Regions from separate parts of the Zea mays genome. Here region 1 is linked to region 2. A link is a contact called in public Hi-C data. All regions are on one chromosome and are shown on one strand. Each heading gives the region's core, a stretch centred on a gene start, on an enhancer-like site or on the middle of the called end of the contact. The rest is flanking DNA. Distances are from core to core; before and after follow the strand shown.

Region 1 (7,351 bases), core at 2,284-4,783, 380 kb after region 2:
CATTTCGGGCGGCCCAAAATTATAAAAGCCCGAAATTCAATTTTTGGCCCGAAATTCACATCATGGCCAAGAATTCACATCAGAGCCCTAAATTCAAAACAAAATTAATAAAGCAAATAAAAGATAAGACAAATAAATTTGACCAAAAGCAAACTTAATATTTGTATTAAGTTACTAGAGCTATGCAATGACTAGCTCGTTTACAAATTATTTTGTTAGAAGAAAAAAGAGTATAATCAGCTCTATACAAAGTTCGTAAGTTCAGTTCAGTATCTAATGTTCATAACAAAAGTAAAATTACATCACATACTCTAATTCAAAGCTACAACAAACATCTAACTAGCATTATCTCTAGCTTTGTGTTTTTTATAAAGTACATGAAAGTGTGGAATGAAGTGTAGTTTTAATAAATATATGTGCCTTTTCGTGCCTCTATATGGGTCATTTCGTTCCTGCCTTAAACGGGTCGTGCCCGCCCATGGGCCACGACCTCGGTCCAAACCCAGCTCGATATATCGGGCCGCTCCGACCCGACACTAAAATATTTCGGATCGTACCATGTCTGGACCGTGTTTTTTTTTCGTGCTTCGAGCCGGCTCATCAGGCCCGGTCCAAATGTACACCTATATTATTGAGTGGCATAAAAATAAGCTGGTTTACATTTTTGTAGAAAAAATAAGTGGCGTGTGGCGGTACTGTGTTGCAAGATCTGACCGGTATGGAATGAATGTACGTGTTTTAGTATTGATGTATACACTAGCATGACATATGTGTAGGGGTAGTAATAGATTATAATTTAAATGTTTCTTTATAAATATAATGTTTGATCCTAATTCGATTTAAATCTTAAATTTTATACTTTAAAATTTAGAACTTATTACCATCCACGTAAGGGTATGATTATACGTACGACCTCTCTTTGATATTACGAGAAGATCAATATTTAATCAACCACATCCACTCCCTAAGACGGGGAATACATCAAATGAATTAATAACTCAATGTTAATTAACTTTATATAAAACAATAAAAAAGGATTTGGAATCTCAATGATGTTAATGAATGTAATGAAGATCAATCTAAACTTGCTTCATACATAACAAGATTGTGCACATGATATTGATGTGGATGAATGTCCTCAAGTGCTCCTTTTTATTCAAATGACTCTATGCTTAATCAATAGATTAAGTTAGTGAATTTTTTTGGTATGTATTAAGTCATGGTATTGTGTTGCTACCATATTAGCAAGATAGTAAGGGTGTGTTTGGTTTGGCTTTTGGCTTTGGCTTTTGCCTCCTAAAAGCCAAAAGCCAACCAAAGGGCTCGATCCAGAAAGCAGCTTTTTTTAAAAGCTGACTTTCTTGCAGTGCAAATCTGAAAGCACCCCTAGACCTGCTTTTGTGGCTTTTCGGATAAAACTGTGAAAACATATATCGAAAAACTTTTAACAATTTTTAATGGTTTCCACCAAACGGTTTTTAGATTTTTAACAGCTCACAGCCTACAGCAGCTTTTTTCACAGCTCACAGCCCACAGCAACTTTTTTCACAGCCACAGCCCAACCAAACAGACCCTAAATACTTTACTACCCTAGTATTTTAAAACTAAGTAAACCTATTAATTATCATATTGTGTAGCTTCCTAGGTAGTGACTAACAATGTTATTGAAGTGCTAAACACTTGAATTTCATGAATCATATATACTATAATGTCCGTAGTATCCTAGAGCATTACAAACATATTGGTCATAGTCAAATATCTTGACTTTAGTATTTTTTTGCATAAGTTATACATATTTTTTTTTATAAATCTGCTATTTGCTATAGTGAGCCTCGAAAAGAATGATACCACTATTTTACATAGCCAACTATTTTAAACCTTGATCTGACTAGTGCTATATAAAAGCACCTGTTCCCACGTTTCCCCTTCTGATTGATGAAAAATAAGGTAAAATTGAAGGTTCGAACTTTGATTCTCAGCTCTACATTCAAGAGCATCTAACCAATAAAACACATGTATTCTAATGTTTTACTAAATCAAAGTCTAATTATTAATGTTTAGAAACCGTGACAATTCATGCATCTGACCAGTACTTGTATAAACCACAACAAACTAAAGCACTTGAAAGAAATCTAAAATTCAGGCAACTGTACGTTTTAGCATTAGTAGGTCCCAGGGAATAACATAGAATGTAAAACGACAGGAAATACGTTGTTGCGATTAACAAAAGTACTAGCATACGTTGTTGCGATTAACAAAAGTACTAGCATCAGCACGTAGAGTGCATAAACAACCACTGAACCAGGGTAAGTACCAACGAGACGAACGAACGGTTGACCAGTAGGAATCAACCTATCCACACCACACCAGCTAGCACGAGGCGACGTCAGACGTAAATTCTGACGGTGACGGAAATCGAGCCGGCGGAGCCCCAGTATGCATCCGGCACGAAGAGAAACCCTTTGGCCTGGAACCCATCGAGCCGCCGGGCGAACGGTATGGTGCCAGACGCCGACAGCGTGAGCGCTCCCGGCGCACCGCCGCTCACCTCCATCTTATACTTCAGCTCCACCTCCACGCCATCCTGGAAGCGCGGGCCAAGGCAGAGCAGGGACAGCGAGCGCCCCTGTAGCAAATCGTGGCCGTTGAGCAGCAGGAACACGCGCTCCGTGTTGCGCTGCAGCAGGACGCGGAACGGCTCGTCCTTGCGCACGGTCGCCACCGCCTTGCCGTAGATAAAGACGACGGAGGCGAGGCCGTCGTCGTCGTGGCCGTGGTCCTGTGCGACGTGGTAGCCGAGCCGCAGGCCGCTATAGGCGCAGCCGTGGACGGGGCACTTGTACGGCGCGCGCTGGCATGTCTCCTCGTGGGTCACCTTCTCCAGGTAGCTGATGACGTCGTAGCAGCCGTTGCTCTTGAACATGCAGGAGGTGGTCGCCGCCGCCAGGAGCTTCTCGAGCGGACGGCAACGTATGTCGCCAATGCGCTCGGAGCAGGTCCAGCACTTACCGTTCGTGCGGATGCAGCATTTTGCACATACAGAATGTCCGTTCTTGCACTGATTTTACACAGAGCAGAGCATCATGTTGGAGCGAGCCTACCGATCAATATGTACTGTATATATACATGTATTGTAATCTGACTTACCATAAAAACTTCGGACTGGAAGGGTAGGCAGCAGATGTCACACTCCAGTGCGTCCTTCTCCACGGATAGTGTCACAGTCGCCTCTTCCTCATCTTCCAACCCTGCCTCTTCCTCATCCTCCAACACCACCTTGGCCTTCTTTCGAGTGCGGCCGGCAGAGGAGGCCGTGGTCTTTTTCCCGGTCATTTATCACCTAGAACGCAAGGTAAATAAAAACAGAGAGGACTATTCGACTAATATATATCAAGCAGTAAGAAACTAGCATCTTTAAAGAACATGGTGTGTTTTAAAGAACATGGTGTGTAATGTACATATACTTGAGAAAGAACTTGGAAAGGTGTTTACCAGATCTGATACTTGTGAACTTGGCACCAACGGTGAAGAGAGACGAAGCCAAATGGTGAAGAGAGACGAAGCCAGCAGACGACGTAGGAGTTAATTTATAGTGGGAGTGAAGACGAAGATACGCGAAGCCAGGAGACGACAAAAAATTTAAACACTGCAATTTAATGCTACCACTGAGTAAAGTAGCCGAGGAGGCCGCAGGCCTGCCCGTCAGCCGTTTCCCACCGCACCGCAGGCCTAGCTAGCTACCCGCCGAGAGGACTTGCATGTCGCATCACCTGGACACTTGCACTGCACCTGTGCACTGACAGTAGTACTTCACCCGGCACCTACAGCTGCTCTCGCATCACTGTACTCATCTGTCAGCCTCTCACTGTTCTCTGCAGGGAAAATAAAAAAAACTCGGCCTTCTCCGGCAATTATATTAAGGGCTAGTCGGAGAAACTTAATTTTTTAAAGGATTTCAATTTTTTATGTGACAATTAACTAATTTTTCTTGTAAAAATATAAATCCGTTGGGAAATTGGGGCTCCTAAACTAGCTCTAAAATATAGTTTCGGTCGACAAAATTTCCGAAATCTGGCTTTATTAGTAGCGAGCCGTTATCGTACACTCTACATCGATCTAGCCCTGACGCGTAAGACGTAACTTAAGAGCACCTGACGCATAAGACGTAATTTAAGAGCAGGTGGGACACAATAAACAAACTTTTTTAACTAAGTCAGAAATTCGTCCTGAGAAAGATCGAACTATAATATACAAGTATTTTAATTGATGCATATTTTTATGAATATCTTGTTATTTATTCAAGCCATGTGACCGACTCCAATAGAGGCCATATAAATCGAGCAGTCATTCAAGCCTTTAGCTAGCGTCTCTGGTTTGCTTGTCCAGGCATATGACACATGCTGTCAACGGTACAGGTAAAAAGGCAGCGATAGTATAGTCCAATAAATGAAGCAGATAGTGAGGTCATATTCTCAGACACAGAAAAAGGAAATGGTTGTCAGCCACAGTACAAGCTATTATGGTTTTCCTCTCTCTTTTCATCCTTTTTACCTCACTCGTTTGTCTGCCCTGTTAGAAGGTGTTTTGTACTGCTATAGTAGCTTATTTTTAGCTTTCCCTGTCTATTTAGCTGCTCTGTTGGAGTCAGTCTGACATGGTGCTGAATTTCAATAACTCAATGTATGACTTTTTTTAAAATTATTTGAGCATATGTATCTTTTGAGATATTGTATACGCTTTATCATGGATAGACTAGAGAGAATTCATCTCTTTAATATTTGCCTCTTTAGATGATAATGCAATGTATCACTTATGCACATGATTTATTTTGAAGACTATATTCGATAATCTTTATTAAATAATGCAAGACCATGAATCAATATATTTTATCGTTTATGGATATACTTAGTATATGATGCGACATTTTATTTAGGTCGAGGCCGAGATATCTGTCTTGGAAAGATATATTGCGGCGCCACACTAAACCGTGGTGTGCACAATTAATTTATTTTATTAAGATCATCATATATGCTCATGACGTGATATTTGCCCATGACTTATGTATACGGCGCCATTTGATTTAGTTTAATTTAATGACTTAGTTTGATATGACTTTTTATGGATGCAGTCTAACTAAGTGCAAGATTTAAGTTCTCAAGATGAAGGGTTGATATTGGGCATAGTTAAGTTGTTTGTCCAAATTAATTGGAAGAAATGACGATTGATGAATGCAACCAAGCATATTTTAATTAGCTAAGTCTACTCTAATACTTATTATATTTTGGTTACCTTGATCATGGCGTCGTTGAAGGTCAACCAACAGTATCAGCCCTAACTTGGAATTTACCATAAACATATCAATTTTGTTTAGGTACGACTAAACGCCATATGAACATCATTAGTTTCTTTCTTTATTTTGACTATAAGGATAACCATCGAGCTTACCATTTAATTTATCTTTGCATAATTTAGTAAATATAATAGCACTATGCATATCAAATGGCACCTTCCTTTTGTTTATTTTATGCAGTCCAAACTAGGACGTGGTTTATAAACAACGACAAAGATCAATATAACTTTTACATGACCTTAAATAATTTGGTGCGTATGTAAGTATAGATCTGTTTGTATTTCCTAGGCAGAATGAGCTAATTTTATAATGGATGGCCGAAGGCCAAAGATATTGCTAACGACATGTAGGGTCTTCAAATGACTTAATATATAGATTTCTAGTTTAATCATGACGTTGGGTGATTTTCCTTAGATGTGGTATGACTACCATGTGCACATAAGAGCCATACTTCGAATTATGCAACTGACTTAAAGCTTTAAAATAAATGAGACGTTTATTTTGTTTGTCTAAATTTACTTAGGATGATGCACCTGACGTATGCAATGGATTTAGTTATTTCTGCCATGGAGTTTAGCTGATGGCCGCTTAGTGGTTATTGCACAATATAGTGCACGGATGGGATACTATTGGTATATGCACTGCATGAGTGGTTGTTTAACTCAATTTTACTCGTGCGAAAAGGATATAATGTAGCGTGTGAACCATATAATTGCAGGTTAATTAGGATTATTTCGGATATAACCTTGATGGAGGTCATCTTAGTCGATATTATCTAGCTGGTAATCGACTGCATGAATCGGAAGTCAGCCGCTAAGCCATTAACCGGCAAACGAAGAAATACAGCACAATGAGGAATTAGAAATATATTACCCTTTTCGTATCGATTATTATTACCTTGCAGTAAATCTGTCAGATATACCACAACTGTATATCTGTGCGGTGTGATTTTTCTCGAGGATATACCCTTAAAATTTCTGGAACAAATTTCTCTATAAAGTATGTCCTACAGAGATGTTTAACGGAGAATTTCCTTGTCTGGCGAAGCAGCGATTGCTGGATGAGGAGCTTCAGCAGCTTGATGGTGCTCCTCCCCCAGCAGCCTTTTTTTTTCGAGGCAAATGCAAGAGCGAGGCAGCCTAGCGGCGTCTACCTCCTGCGTTGATGTGGCCTTTCATTTATAGACGTGAAGAAAGAGCGAGCGAGACGTGTAGCAGTCGTGCACACGCAGATCTGGCGCGAAGCAGGCGTGCGTGGAAGAGCAGGTTCGTACGAGAACGGATAACGTGGCTTGGCAGTTGCTTTCATCAGGCCTCATACACGCTAGCGCCCGTAGGTCCATGTGCATGGCAAGTGGCTTCCTCTTTCCCTTTTTTTTATTATGTGATTAAGAAAATACTTAGTTATTTCCAGTCAAAAACTATGCGTGTGAGAGTGGAACATGCCAGCATGCGTACAAATACTGTAGAGTTACATTTGATTGATGGGAGACTAATCCATTCACCGCACTGTTGCATCGTATCCATCTATAATTTTTTTTTGTTATTCATAGCTAGGCGCTATGACGGTTGTAAGGGACTAGTACGCATGTTATCTCTTCATTATTTCATATTATTTATCTATTGAATCTATTTTATTATTATTATTATTATAAAACACTATCTTGTGATTACATTAAATATTATTTTATATTCGCTTTGTTTACAATTATGTTGACAAATGGTCATTTGCTTATGTCATTTTTTTTATAGTTGTTTAGACGAATCTTTAATTAATGCATGCATGACTATTTATTGATGCATGACTATTTATTGGTCATATATTCGCATGAGTATATACTTGAGGCCGTACATATTTCAATATCTTGACGCCCTAAACTATTAGAACAGAAGAATATTATGAACAAATAGCCACTTTAAATATTCATATATCTGTTTTTCAGAATATCTATTTATTTCATATGCATCGAAATTTAGGGGTCATATTAATCGGAGTTATTTA
Region 2 (6,588 bases), core at 1,004-3,503:
CGAAAACTGAAAACAGAGAACAATTAATATCAAATTACCTGTTTACTGTCAGGACTCCAGCTAACAGCATATATGCTCCCTGTATGATTGCCTTCAGTGGAAAGTTCTCCTATTTTTTCTCCAGTTTTGCCATCATATATCAAACCCTTCTTATCAGAACTCACAGTGATAAACTTACTACCATCAGGAGCATACCGGATACAGTTAACAAAATTTGAGTGATCCCTGAAATGCAAAGTGAATTGAAAAATATGAAATATGCATCACAGGTGACAGAAGTAAATACTGTACAGGATGATGCGTAAATACAAAATGAATCACAACTAAAAGAAGTGCTCCCAAAATGTGCAAATCATGTAAATCAATAGGAACATTCTACTTTGAATGCATGGAGCAGGTGCAGGACAGATCATCTATGTACTCCAGTCACTTCAATGTGTGTCAGCTTCAGTAAATACAAGACATGATAAATTCTGATAGATGACATTCCTTGTTAACATGGCTACATCACTGATACAAGGGTAAGATTTTAATCACATACTTGTAATAAATGTAGTATAGTAATCCACATCAGATGTGTATATCTAGCCCATTGGCAAAAGGTATGCGAGATCGTAACAAAACAACTATGGAAGATGGGCTAGCCATACACTGTTAGAGCATGTACAGGTGTACAACCCTGAGCCATTGATCGGTTTCCAAGTATAAGAGATAACTAAGAGACCGCATGATACAACCCTGAACCCCTAGATAAAAAATGTAGTTAAGAGATAATATGTGTAGAAAGTCGAGTAGAGACGGGCTCTTAGCGAAGAGCCTGTCTCTTGTACTTTTATCAGTTAACCCCTAAAGACGTCTTAAGGGACCCTATATTAAATAGGGTTGTACATGCCCTAGGTAGGCCTCGAAACCAGCACCTTATGGAATGCTTAAATTTGAATGGTGGTCCTTCATAGAAGTTAGCCAGAAAATCTTCACCACATGTCACAATGCGAAATGGACGTGTTGGTTTGAAGTCACAGCTCAGAACCCTCTTTGAGTGCCCATCAAATTCACCAACAGTGCTGCCAGAGTCCCACCTACATAATGCAAAGAACTCAAATAAGTATATAAAGAAGTGAAAACACAAACAACAAAATCATTATGGTCCTCGCCTGTTTCTATGAGAGGATGATCTTTCTTCAATTATGCATTACTTATTATTATATGAAACTAAATGGCAACCAAATAATCATCATTCAAACAAATAACAGTACATGTATAGTCGAACCTAATGACAATTGATGGTAACGCTTAATCTGAAATAAGAACATATGGGAGTTTTAAGGACTGGCATGTTTGGTTTGTCTTCAGGCAAACCTGCCTGGACCAGGCAGCTCTCCTATGCGTTGGATTTCCAGCGCCAGGGCTGAGATGCATGCCTGGGTCCGAGATGCATGTCTGGGCCCTGGAGCAGGGGGTTGTCCTTGAGGGCACCAATCAAAATCGTCCCAATTTCAACAAATACTCATCCAATTCACAGAAGCTTGAACAATCCATGTGTGATGGGGACAACCGACAAGGGATATTCCGTCATCCCCATTGCAAAGCACTTCATACTTCATAGCATACATCCCTTGAACGGCCTTGTATAGCCAGATCAACAGTCAGCGGCTAACCCCAGTTTGAACCGCCGAATCGTAGCATTTCCTGTGCTCTCTCCCGAATCCCGATCACGGCCATCCCACAAAAAGGTGGTACCGTTGCCTTTCCCCTAACCTCCGAATCCTTCAAATGCGATCGAGATGGAAGGGAGGGAAGAGCATGTAAAATTTGTACTCACACAAATGCGCGGACGAAGGACTTGCCCTTGCCGTCCCCAGAGACGACGATGCGTAGGCCGTCGGGGGACCAGCGGAGGTCGTCGACGCGTCCCGAGAGGGGCCGAAACTCGGCCTTGAGAGCGCGGTCACCGTAGCGGCCCCAGACGCGGACGCAGCCGGAGGCGTCGGCGGAGGCGACCCACTCGCCGTTGGGGGAGAAGCGGGCGACGGTCGTGGGGTAGGCGTGGTCGGGGTAGGCCCAAGCGTCGAGAGGCGCATCGAGGCGGCGGATGATAACGCTGCGGCCGGTGCAGTAGGCGATCGTGTCTGTCTTGGGGTCCCCGGCCAGGAGGATTCCACGGCCGCGTTCCGTGGCCGGCGAGCACGCGTACGTCTCCACCAGCTGCGCCATTTTTCTTTTTTCCTTGCTTCGCGTGATCTGAGCTCGCGAGAGGGAAGGGAATGGTGGAGTTATTTTTTTTTCTTCCTTTTTTCCCTAATGTGGGAACGTGAGAGACAATCGTATATTTGATACTTCAAACGTATCACTTCGCGATAATATATCTCAAATATTTTTTTTCGCAAAGACACAACTACAAATATCTTCTAATTGATTAAATTGTCATTTATCGTAGTTTTTCTCCATCTTCTAATTGATTAAATTGTCATTTATTGTAGTTTTTCCCTTTCTAATTGCTTTCCATGTAGTTTTGTGCCCGAGAAGACACATTTATCCTTCTACATGTTCTCTATCACGTTTAAACCATGTGTGGTTTCAATTATGCGGTGGGATTGAATGAATCTATCTCATGTCACTTAAACCATATGTGGTTTTAATTACAGTTCTGACTTAATGCATGACTTATTTTTTATTGTTCGATTACAGCACTTGTATAAACCCAACAACTTGTTAAACACACACAAGTTCCAAAATTGATAAATCGCATTATCAATACGCACCATTTTTATCCCGTTCATGTTGCACTTGTGCCATGCACATGAAGAAGAACGTTTTTATCCAGCACATAAACAAGTACGGTTTTATCACATGTCTGGATGCAAGTTGAAAGTGATAAACTAAAACAGTTCATACTATCAGGTTCCATTTGCTCAAAGTTTCCATTTCGTTTCTCGGCCACCAACACCACTTCCTTGTCCTGCATGCAAGTGTTTGTGTTCAAATTATAACTAGTAATAGAAGATGAGTTCTTTATCCTTTGATCAAAATTCATGCAAGCCAAATAGAAGAACTGTGTGTAGGTAAAATAGAAGATGAAAGGACCCTGACATAGATTGATAATTTCTTCCTTGGTAGTGCCAGAGTTCAATGGATTTTGTTTTCTTTCCAAGTATAGCACAAAGAGTCTAGCTACCTTCCAGTTCTGTATTTTTTTGAATTGTTACCTTCACTCATCTATCATTGTATGAGATGGATAAATCTAGAGTTGATTAACTGTTTCATGTCATGTACAAACTGAACTATTGAAGACTGAAAACACAGTGCATACCTAGATAGTCCAAGCTATCTAGTAACACAGATCAACACATATTTATGCAAAACATCATAAAGAAGTGTAGAAGAAAATTAGCCTACAACGAGTCAGAAATGTTTCAAAGGTTAAGTGGTCATATATTCATTATTTGTAGAGACATTAAGAAAATAAAATTAGATGCATTGTTTTAGGCGACAATAGAAATGATTGTGCGCAAGTGTGGTGGCCTAATCAACGAGTTTGTCCCCTCTGCCATCATGCAAATGAAACATAAAAGTAAATGACAACTAAAAAATATATAACAACTTAACTAGAGAAGGCTCGGCTTAATTTTTTCTCTTTTTTATTAATTGCTGAGACATGTCTCTATTGGTGTTGTTACCTCATACAATGCTCAAGTTAGAGATGAGAGAAGAGGGGAAGAAAGAGAGCATACCAACTAAGCCATCTCATTTCTTAGCCATATCAGTGCCGACTCGGCATCATCATCGCAGGCACTCAAGAAAAAATGCCTGTTGTCAAGGTCCTTGAAGACATTGTATGCTTTCACTTTTTCCTCCTTTGTAACTTCCATTGTACCAAGAATGGATATGCACTTCTTGATTGAGAAGTCTGCATCTTGACTCACTTCCTTTTCATCCTTCTCTTTTGCTAGTTGTGTGGCTTCTTCCTCAACTTGCTTCATTCTCATGTCAATGTACTTCCCATTATTCCTTCTAGGCTATCGCCCTTTTATGCCTCTTTGTCCTTGTTTCTTCATTGTTCCCTCTTGCAGCAGTAGTCCTTCTCTGCGGCATCGGATCATGCCTTTTGAAAGGGAAATGACCTCAACATTTCCTATAATAGATTTTGGTGTTTGACGACCATCACAAATCTTATGGACTAACTAGTTTGCCCAGTTGATCATTTGTCAGGTGGATAAGTTCATCTACAACTACTCTAAGTCGACTATTCGGAATACCGTAATTATTCCAGACTAGAGAAGCTTTTTGGAAAACACCTATGCGCGGACCGTCCGGGCCCTTGTGGCGGAAAGTCCGCGACACTAGGGTGAGCCTCGGACAGGAACACTGCAAAAACACAAGTTAACACTATGGATCGTCCGAAGGAGAAGCGAGCACCGTCCGAGACCAAGCACGGACCGTCCGGCCTCAGGCGCGAACTGTCCGGTCGTTGAAAAACCAGAAAACCCCGAAGGTGACGGGTTCGGTAAAATGCATTTTTAGCGTCCTCGTGGACCGTCCAAGGTGCACGGCCGGACCGTCCGCGACTACTTTATCTGACATCTGACGACGCATTAAATGCACTATAGTCGTTACTGCTCACCGTTGCGACTTCAACCGTTGATGTGCAGGGGCGGACCGTCCGGACAGGGGGCGTGGACCGTCCGCGGTCGGCAGAAAAGGAGTAACGGCTAGGAAGTGGTTGGAGGCTATAAATACAACCCCAACCACCCCCATTCACTTTATCCAAGCACTCCACTCATACACATTCAACACAAGAGCTAGCAATCTATTCCAAGACACATTCAAAGCTTCCAATCTCTCCAAGTTCTACAACTGAGACAAGTGATCATTAGTGATTATTGACTTGAGAGATTGTGATTCGTGTTTCATTTGTTGCTCTTGTTGCTTGGTTTTCTTAATCGTGCTTTCTTCATATATCTCTAAACTCTCTAAGTGTTTTGTAAAGTTTGCAAGAGACACCTAATTGTGTGGTGATCCTTGCGGGGTCTTAGTGACCCGTGAGATTGAGAAAAAGCACTCGATCGGTCTAAGTGGCCGATTGAGAGAGGGAAAGGGTTGAAATAGACCTGACCTTTATGGCCTCCTCAACGGGGAGTAGGTTCTTTGGAACCGAACCTCGGGAAACAAATTGACGTGTCCACTTGTATTAATCTTCACCATTCGATTTGTTTCTCCCCTCTCCTCTCTCTCTAAAGTTCTCTTGCTCACATCGTTTTGAGTTTGCTCACAAAGTTATCTGCATTGATTGAGCAACTCATTGCAAGAGAAACTATCTTTCGCACTTTCAATTATTTCTAACACTAATCCCGGGTATATTGCGTGTTCAAAGTTTATATTTTCAGGTTTTGCCTATTCAGCCCCCTCTAGGCGACTTTCACCTTTCACCTGTTGCATCTTCTGCCTCAGCTACATGGACATCATCTTCTTCATGTGCTAGCAAGGTTTCTTCCACTTCATCTTATTCATGTTCTATGTTAAGAGACTCATCTCCATTTCCTACTTGAGTAAGATCTGGAAGTTGGGTGGAGGTGTAGTTCTAGGTCCCTTTAGTTTTCCATGCACAAAGAAGTTTTACTAAAAAAGGGTAGACAACATAACATATTGGAAAGCATGGACAGAATAACCATCACAAAGCTCCCCAAGGCCTCATATAGAGGAAAATACTTGTTGCGGAACTTTTTAGCCTTAGGATGAGAAGTTAGTATATTTTTCCATAAAGTTGGATCAGTCGTAATCCTCCCTATCTTCTCATCAAAATAAGCTCCACTTTGATTATTTGCATCCTTTAGCAACCTATAGTCCCTTTTCATCTCTCTTTCCTTATCTCGTATTTGTGCCTTTGTGAAATGTGAAATAGACATATTGTTCCCTTTGATGAAATTCCTTGACAATTTTGTTCCATGCTTCTGTTGTCCATCCATTTTGACCCCTATAATCAATAGTCTTGTGCTCATGCAAGAGGTCCACAAGAGTCTTCTCTAGAGTTGTGTTCCAAGCGGCTCTTGATTTCTCTACACAACACAAGGAAGAAACATCAGTAATCCCCGCAGAGCAAGTATGTGAGAGCACCTAGAGGGGGTGAATAGGTGATCCTGCAAAACTTAACTCAAACAACACAATCTTGATCTAAAATATGAGTTAGAGAGAATTAAAACCAAGTTTGAGAGTCGAGAAGAAGAGACAAGTTCCTTTCACTTGATTGCTCTATCAAGATTTAATTTAGACTTAGAGCAATATCACAAGTGAAGATTTGGAACTAGGAGATAAAAATTGCGATAAGGTAAATGGCACAAGAGACACGACAATTTTTATCACGTGGTTTGGTCAAGCGTAATATGCTTGCCTACTTCACATTGTGGCGTCCCAATGGAGGAGGGTTGCACTCAAGCCCTTTAAAGTGATCCAAAGATCAAACTTGAGTACCATGGTTCTTCCTTATATCACACAGTACCCCGGTTGTGAGAAATCTCCACAAGTTAGAGTCTCTCACACCTTACACAAATGATCACAATCAAAACGGGAGTAAGGGAGGGAATAGAAAACGAG

Evidence for each region. Hi-C and Micro-C count contacts between places; a contact is called where the count stands out from the background.
Region 1: a Hi-C map of ear shows a contact between it and region 2, with 1.7 times the contacts expected there. The contact joins the promoter of LOC100284602 here to the promoter of LOC100192950 in region 2. A contact is called at or near these places in 2 of 25 Hi-C or Micro-C datasets (ear and endosperm).

Annotation. Positions count from the first base shown.
Region 1 is chr3:25,193,727-25,201,077 of Zm-B73-REFERENCE-NAM-5.0, forward strand. LOC100284602 (ubiquitin-protein ligase/ zinc ion binding protein) reads right to left here and starts at 3,534. Exons shown (of 2, transcript NM_001157497.2): 1 at 3,148-3,534; 2 at 2,141-3,058. The coding sequence starts at 3,333. The coding sequence ends at 2,387.
Region 2 is chr3:24,813,448-24,820,035 of Zm-B73-REFERENCE-NAM-5.0, forward strand. It overlaps LOC100192950 (Actin-interacting protein 1-2), which reads right to left and starts at 2,254. Exons shown (of 6, transcript NM_001138128.2): 1 at 1,823-2,254; 2 at 918-1,079; 3 at 39-225. The coding sequence starts at 2,214. It also overlaps the pseudogene LOC109944967.